Linked DNA regions of Bombyx mori: region 2 is linked to region 1. Evidence: chromatin contacts called from public Hi-C data. All regions are on one chromosome and are shown on one strand. The core of a region is the stretch at or near the end of the contact, and the rest is flanking DNA. Distances in the headings are between cores, read along the strand shown. Region 1 holds the start of LOC101747103 (protein kibra). Region 2 overlaps LOC101747103 (protein kibra).

Region 1 (4,277 bases), core at 1,058-3,557:
TACCCATCCACTTAGCATTCTTTTTAAAACAATACGTTAAGTAGGTGGTGCCGTGTCGTTTCGTCTATTGAAAAGAATTGCTATAACATTCACGAAAACTGAGGCAAAATTCAGACAAAAAAAATCGATTATCGCGCAAATGCGACTCGGCGTTCAAATATGCGAATCTGATAAAATTCAATTACAAATAAACAAAAAAAAAGAAAAAGAATTACGATATGCTAAGTTGGTTACCACGTCTCGAATGTCGTTCTGTAATGTAGACCGCGCGGAATGCAATTCGCCAAAACGTTCAATAAAAATGCAACTTTATGTTTCCTGTGTCCGCAACGAATTTTATCGTGATGTCAATGTACCTCGGTATACCTACTTACATATAATATATGTCTAACCCTGATCCTCATTAATTTAAGCGTTCCTTTTCTATTGACATTACAACACAAATAAATATATTTTAATGCAGTACAACTATAGTAGGCATTTGCAGGATAAAATTGATATTAGATACTCTTTAAGGTACCTCAAACACCTTCTTATTTGTGCTGACAATGTAATGCAGTTTCTATCGTTTTTAACAATTAAAAAAATGTTTGTCTGTTATTATGAAAAGTGAATATAATTTTGTTCTATCAAAGTTTTGATGGTTTGACTAGGTGCACCCGCAGGTCCACCTGAGTTAAATTTCAATAAATAATATGAACAAACTTTCATTACTGGCTCACTTTACAATAGTCTGCATTTACTCTTAATTTGATTTCTCTGGCTTCTATTATTCTTGTCAAATCTTCTAATGTAGATTCAAATTTTAAGGCGAATAATAGGCTTACATACCATCAAAAGTTCAAACATCAAAGTCAGCGGTTACGTAGTTTTTGCGTAATTCACGAACAAATGAAAATCGTTTATTTAAGGTCAAGTCAAGACACCATAGAAATATCGTTTTTTTTTTTGTATATGTATAGAAAAATCGATGTAAGCATGTCATTGTATCTATCGATAGATCGATGTAAGCATCGTCAAGAGCAATATTTTAAGACAATTTATTAATGTAACTCGTCAGGTATGTATGTATATTATACCCATAACAGCCACGAAGAATAGTAGCAGACTTGATCGGTATTTAATAGGGATGTGTTGTGCAGCACCTGCACTTCGACGTCGTTGTGAAGGGGGTGTGGGGAAACGGCAGTGGGGTACGCGGGGGTATGCAGCTTTAGAAAGGCGCGACCATCGCCGCAGGCCCGGGCCGCATTCTACGGCCTGTCATTCACACCGCGCGACTTGCCTATGCATTGCATTCCATCTCCCACCGCGTACTCCACGCACTGCCCTCATAGGAACACACGCACACTACACCACTACCTGACACTCCTAGTTCTAACGAACCACTTTCGTTCGAATTATCATCAACAAAATATTTTGTTGTACCAACCGTTTAGCTAAATGTAAATAATGTTAATGTGGATTAGGCCAGTGGCCTAATTTAAGCGTTTTTGTTAAAAGTCTGTTCACATGTCCTCAGAATACAACAAAGAGTTAACACAAATTCCAAAGGATAACAAATGATAACCATAATTTGTGTTAAACTCATTTGTTGTCACTGAATTGTGGAATGTCGTGTGAAATCGAGGTTATTGCGCATTCTCTTCACTAGAGCGCAGTAGCGTCGCGACGAGAATACAGTTTGTTTTTCATGATTTATTCTATTTTAGAGCTATTATTAACACTTCTAGCTTCTCTACCATTCAGTGCACCTTTCGGCCCTTTGATCAGTACTCTAAAATGTTTCATCCTAATGTAGAAAACATTATAAATCACATTGGAATGTAAAGTTTTGACATGGGGCTCTTACGGGTTAACACTTCTCTTTGGGAAACTTACCTGTCTCGCGGGTCGATCCACGTCGTTTTTCTGTTGTTATGATCGATGAAATAAAGTTTTCCGTCAAAGTCCCTTGCATAATCCCATCCGTCGGGCAAGGGCATCTCACCGTTTCGTCTCCTTGGCATATTTCACTGATTAAATCCATTCAAACGAGTAACGAAGCACACTCGCGAACTAGCTACACGGCCATGTTGAATACCTCATTACGAGGTGTGACGTCACGCGGGATCAGCCAATGGCGGCGAAGGGTCCCCACGATGGAATGCGGCGCGTACACGAGAGCGAACACACGAAGCGGTTCCGTACGTCACTCGAACGACAATAACAACGCTAACGACCGCACCACGCGAGCCCGCGGCGCTGACTGAACCCCACCGCCGCGCCGCGCCGCCACGTTATCACAGCGCATGATAATATTCACTACCAGAAGGTAACTCCTGGTGGTTAGATGCATTCCTTAACCACCTATTGTTTACATTACATGGTCTACTACCGTCTGATACAACGTACGCGACGCGGATACTGCAAAGCCAGCTCGCTGTATGCTAAAAGTACGTGTGTATTTGCAGTGTACCCATTGAATCTATTTACGATTCTACTGTATAAATATGTTTACTCGAGTATGTATGTATAGACTATATACAATGCATTCCGTACCGTAGATTTGAGATACTTACAATACACTGGTATCTACAAGTTTAAACATGATTTAAATACCTGCCTATTTTATAGGTGTAATACCAACATAAAAAACGTAAAATTCTGATTATGATGCATACATTAAAGCAAAATACATTTATTCTTAATAGCTTGACGACTGTCACGTAAAAAGGTTTCCAGTAAACAGGATAATGATGAAGGTCCACAGCTCATTACATTACCTACATAATTTTGTTCATCAAATTGACCGTGGAGATTGGAATAGAGACTCTGTTCAAGCCTAGAATCCTCAGAGCTGTGAAAATGTAGATTACGTTTTACTGTGGTTTTATTTTTTAATTTGATTTTATAGAACATTCAAGTTTTTATTTTTTATTTTAAAGCTACCCAGAAAATTTCGTTGAAAATGATGCTAATATTTTTTACACGTCGTGAAATTTTGAAATGTGTTGAATACATTCGTTTGTTTTGGTTCCAATCGGCTTTTTTACTGTCACGCTATGAGAATTGCATGTGGAATGTAAAACTAATGGAATAATATCCAATTCTGTACCGTACTTATATAAAAATAATATGTATAAGTGTAGGTATCTTCGGCAGACGAGTAAGCCATGACGATTTATGGCGATGACCTCAACAACACTAAAACTGCCATACCTTGTTACCTCTGCTAAAACTAAAAACAGTGGTAAGTACGGATCCTCAAAAGTATAATAGTTTAATAATAATTATGAAAGCGGTAGTTACCGTAGGTACTTATGGACGCAGAGGGGCTGCACCTTCTTTTCTTTTTTTAGCACCCTTGTAGGCAGACGGGCATACAGCCTACCTGATGGTGAGTAGTTAGCGTCGCTCACATATTTCAGCAATTCCTGGGGCAGAGTCAAGTCGCTGCCTACCGTTAAGTACTTTCCATAAGTGTCGTTTGAATAATTCATGATATCAGAGGTAAGAATAGTATAATAAATGAATATGATTTTTTGATTATATAGATGGGTGTACGAGCTCATGGGTAACTTGGTATGAAGTGGTCATCAGAGCCCATAGACATTAACAACTTAAATCCTACCATCAACTTTGAGGAATGAGTTCTAAATCTCAGTCTTTACAGTACAACGGCTGACGCACCCTTCAAACCGAAACGCATTACTGCTGTATGGCAGAAATAACATTCTCAAAATGCTATCAAACGTATAATAATAATTTTAAATTGTTTCGTTAAATAACGATCACCGATTTAATTGATCGATAATCTTTTTCCAATACAATGAAAACTATGCTCGTTCTATGTATGTTGGGAGTTTTAGAAATGATAATCATTTTTTAGAACCAGAATTAGAAAATTTTTTTTAGATACCATGCTACAAATACTGAAGTTACGACCAAACCCTACGATTCCTTGAGATGGAGAGGATTTCAAAGCGGTTCCTAATACTCAATAGACAGCCTATGTTTGGAAAATAAGCTTATAAAGTTTACGTATTAATTTCTTTCGCCTTAAAGCGTCATTACCATAGACCTATATAGTAGGGACACGACATATTGTTCTATACGTACAATTGCTTTTATAAATAGCACCCATTTTGAAGGCATACACATAAACATATATCTATCTTGTTCTTACTCAGCACTTTAACTCGCAGGAAAATAATATAACAGTATTTCAGTGCGTACAGAAAATTAAACATGAATATACGTAAATGTCTAATGAGGCTGAAAATCCGCCATGTGTA
Region 2 (4,109 bases), core at 218-2,717, 75 kb before region 1:
GTTTTTTGTTTGCTATTAAGAAATTGGAAGGGACGATTTTTACATACATAGATTTCGTCTAAGCTTTGGAAAGTTTACTGGAATAAATGAAACTAGTTGTTCCCTTGGTAGTGGAAATTCGACTATAGTTAATTGAAATTATAAGCTTCAACATTATTATGGTTCTATAATATTATCAGACTTATTATATTTCTATAATCACAGATTTCGCCAGTACTATTAAAGACAAACAATATTAATCTATTCTCAATTTGACCACAGACTTTAAACAATAACAAAAGTTTGACAATAAACGAAGAGTATTTAAGTGTGTGTCAAATACATGGCAGTGTGTGTCATGTTTCTTTTATTGATTTAATGGATTTTTTTAGGCATAATGAAAAAAAATATTAACATTCTACACTCCTTCTCTATGTTCTCTATAAGTGTGGGAAATTTCATATTCCTCCGTCTTCGCAATTTTCTTAAAAAGGGATACAAAGTTTTTGCTTCACGTATTAATATAATAGATTAAGCAATAGTGAATATTGGTTTATTTACCACTAGACGAGGGAGTCCTTGGAGACAGGGGTGGCGGGGGGGTCTCCGATATGGGAGACAGCGGCTCACAGGGTCGACCCGGACCTTGGAGTTGTACTGGAACTGAACATATTTAAGGTCAAAATTAATTGATTATGCAATTTCGAAAAGGGCACATCTCTGAAAATATAAAAAGTTCAGGAAATGAAAAAAACTGATTATTTTCTAAAGGAGTGTAAAATTTAAAATATTAACTTTTGAGATATATTTTAGTGTTAATTAGCAATTGAAGATTACTGGAATTATTATAAAATGGGTGTAGGTTAGCCTCAAAACTACATGTATATGAAAAAACCATATGTGACTGGTGGTAGGACCTCTTGTGAGTCCGCACGGGTAGGTATCACCACCCCGCCTATTTCTGCCGTGAAGCAGTAATGCGTTTCGGTTTGAAGGGTGGGATAGCCTTTGTAACTATACTGAGACCTTAGAACTTATATCTCAAGGTGGGTGGCGCATTTACCTTGTAGATGTCTATGAGCTCCAGTAACCACTTAACACCAGGTGGGCTGTGAGCTCGTCCACCCATCTAAGCAATAAAAAAAAATTCATCTTTAAGCTGTTCGTAAGTCAACTTCCGCAAACCCAAAAAACCGTTCGATTCTAAGCAACGAAGCACTCACTTGTAGCCAGGCCGGTGACTTCGTCCAGTCCGGTGGCCACGCCTATCCTCATTTCAGCCAGTTTCTCTTCCAGTTCTCGCTGCTGCCGTCTCTGTCTTTCGACCTAAAGGAGGCGCACAATAAAACCTAATTCTTATCCAGCTGTCCATCGGTGACCTCGCGCGTGAAAGCGAACGCCTGTCTGGTTAGCGAACTGACAGCGCCACGAGCCGAGGCGTGGGTTTCGCACGGATCCGATATAGTGACATGCGTTAGATATATATGTACCGATAACGCGACAAGTGGCCGGTACCGTGTGCTTAGTGCGAGTTTCTTAATGTTTTTTAACGTAGCGGTACTGGTGGTAGGACCTCTTGTTAGTCCGAGCGGGTAGGTACCCACCGCCCTGCCTATTTCTGCCGTGAAACAGTAATGCGTTTCGGTCTGAAGAGTAGAGCAGCCGTTGTAACTATACTGAGATTTTAGAAATTATATCTCAAAGTGGGTGGCGCATTTACGTTGTAGATGTCTATGGGCTCCAGTAACCACTTAACACCAGGTGGGCTGTGAGCTCGTCCACCCATCTAAGCAATAAATATAAAAAAAATCTCGATAGCGTAAAAGTTAAGCCAATTTTGTATGCAGTTGGAACATTCCATTCCATACAAATATAAGCTAACTTTTACGCTATCGAGAACGTTAAAAAACTCGCACTAAACACACTGGTTATTTTTTGCGTCGATTTTTCACGAGTACATCTTTACTAGTGGTAGGACGTCTTGTGAGTCCGCACGGGTAGGTACCACCACCCTGCCTATTTCTGCCGTGAAGCGTTTCGATTTGAAGGGTGAGGCAGCCATTGTACTGTAAAAACTGAGACCTCATATATCAAGGTAGGTGTCAGCGTTAACGTTGTAGATGTCTGTAGGCTCCGGTAACCACTTAATACCGGGTGGACCGTGAGCTCGTCCACCGACCTAAGCTATATAAAAAAAAGATGCAAGCCGAACTTTACTGGAACATAGTTTGTTGATTGGACCAGTCTCAACATTTCGGTATTTAACACAAGTGACTTAGTCCTCATGCATCTACATTATCGGGTACTCGTTCTGTGGACTGTTAAAACTGTTTGTCTGCCCAAGTACACTAATAAAAAGACGATACTACAAATAGATCCTGATGGTTTTTTTTTACACAATACCGATCTAAACTATCTTTTAGCCTACTATTAGGGTTTGATCTCACGTTTTCATTGTCATTTTATTTTTTATGACTTTTGCAAATATGTATTACGTTTAAGACTGAATTGTAACAGTAGCTTTAATTATGTATACGACTCGCCAAAACCTAAGGAAATATATTGGAGTATATTGGATTTTAATTATACTATCGATAAATTTTAATTGATACTATGTGAGAGTGATTCTAATGATAAAAAATTTGTTCACCTGGTGGTAAGAGGGCGGTGGTGGTGGTGGACTGGCCGATGACAAGCTGCTTCGTGGCGACAAAGAGGGCTGGGATGGCGAACTGCTTGCGCCTGGAGTTACGCTGTCCGCGTTGTAACTGGTGCCTCGTAATAATCTGAAGTAAAGTATTTTTTTATTAAATTACCACTTTTGGATTTTATGCAAACCCTCCTCTTTTTCGTGTAAATCTGCGTTCCTTCTTCAACGGTTGGTAAGTCGCAATTCTAATCTCTCAAGCTCAATACAACCGCTTAACTTCAAGGAGGGCCATAGCAACAAATTACAAAAAAAAAAAGTTGTTTTGCAATCGGTACATAAAATCGTTCTCACCTTTCGACTCTCCGATGTAGATCCACCATATCGATAGGCTTGTCAGTTTGAAACGAGCTCGCGATCTGCGGCCCGCCGTATATGTCCGTGAAACTGATCCCTGAACTCAGAGATCCTTTGCTGCTCGCCGTCGATAGCGATCCCAGACTGGAACTGCTAGACACCGACAGTGTGCTCGCCGATAATGTCTTCAACTGTCCTTCTAAAGTCGTCATTGACGTTAACGCATCTTTCAATTGTTGGAGCAACAATTGCTTCTCTTCGTGTAGCCTCAAACGGTCCGCGATGCACTTGTTGGACATCTCGAAGGCATTCTTCAAGTCCTGCTCTAGCCTTTTGCATTCAGATTGTATGTCGCTCATCTCTTGCTTCGATCTCGTTCTCGGCGTGATGCTTCTTAACTCCCGTAGCAATTGTTCCTTCTCTTGGAATAGCAACAAACGGTCCTTGTCTGATTCCGCTTGTCCTGGTTGGACTTTGTCCTCCAAATCCGCCAGCTGTTGTTGGATTTGTTGTATCCTTTTCCTAGCTTCGTCGTACTGGAGGCGAACCCGCGCCATTTCAGCTAATCTCGTACCTATAGGCACTAAATCGGCACACAGATCAGTTTGCGATGCGGTGCTTAGTTTCTCTTGAGGGAAACTCAAGGTGGAAGATAAGTCTGGCGATGCATCTCCCAGTTGTAGTCTCGTCAGATCGTCTTTTAATTTTGCCAGAGACTGCATTAAGTCTGCTTTCTCCTTTTCACCGGAGGTTAATGATTTTTGTACGTTCTTTAGCTCAGTCATTATAGCCTGAGCTTCGGTTATGTTGTAGCAACCTTGTTGTGCGCTAAGTTTTTGCTCGACCCTGAAATACAAGTTTTTATCAAATAATCAGATTTACAAGGTTTACAATCCACCATATTTCTTAAAACGTTCCAAATACTAACTCAGCCAATGTATCGACGCCTCGTCTTGCACTAGCTACTTCTGCTCGAGCCTGCCTCAACTCTTTCCTTAGTTGAGCGACGCGGCCTCTAGCCTGTGTCACTTCTGAGCGAAGCAGCTCGGGGTCGTGTCGGGAAGTCGTTGACGTTGTTGTCATTGAGGTGGTTGATGAACAAACTGTAGGTACGAAGGCACGAGAT

The links. Hi-C and Micro-C count contacts between places; a contact is called where the count stands out from the background.
Region 2: a contact with region 1 is called in a Hi-C map of midgut, with 2.5 times the contacts expected there. The contact joins the enhancer-like site here to the promoter of LOC101747103 in region 1. A contact is called at or near these places in 3 of 7 Hi-C or Micro-C datasets (midgut, posterior silk gland and whole pupa).

What each region holds. Positions count from the first base shown.
Region 1 is chr14:6,025,328-6,029,604 of ASM3026992v2, reverse strand. LOC101747103 (protein kibra) reads right to left here and starts at 2,307. Exons shown (of 20, transcript XM_004922644.5): 1 at 1,882-2,307. The coding sequence starts at 2,009.
Region 2 is chr14:6,099,794-6,103,902 of ASM3026992v2, reverse strand. LOC101747103 (protein kibra) reads right to left here. Exons shown (of 20, transcript XM_004922644.5): 5 at 3,912-4,086; 6 at 2,981-3,829; 7 at 2,630-2,765; 8 at 1,203-1,305; 9 at 541-642. Among protein-coding and RNA genes, the nearest start is that of LOC101740122, 36 kb to the left of the region's middle. Within about 2 kb of position 1,467, at least 6 of the 8 cell types and tissues checked have open chromatin away from gene starts, as enhancers often do.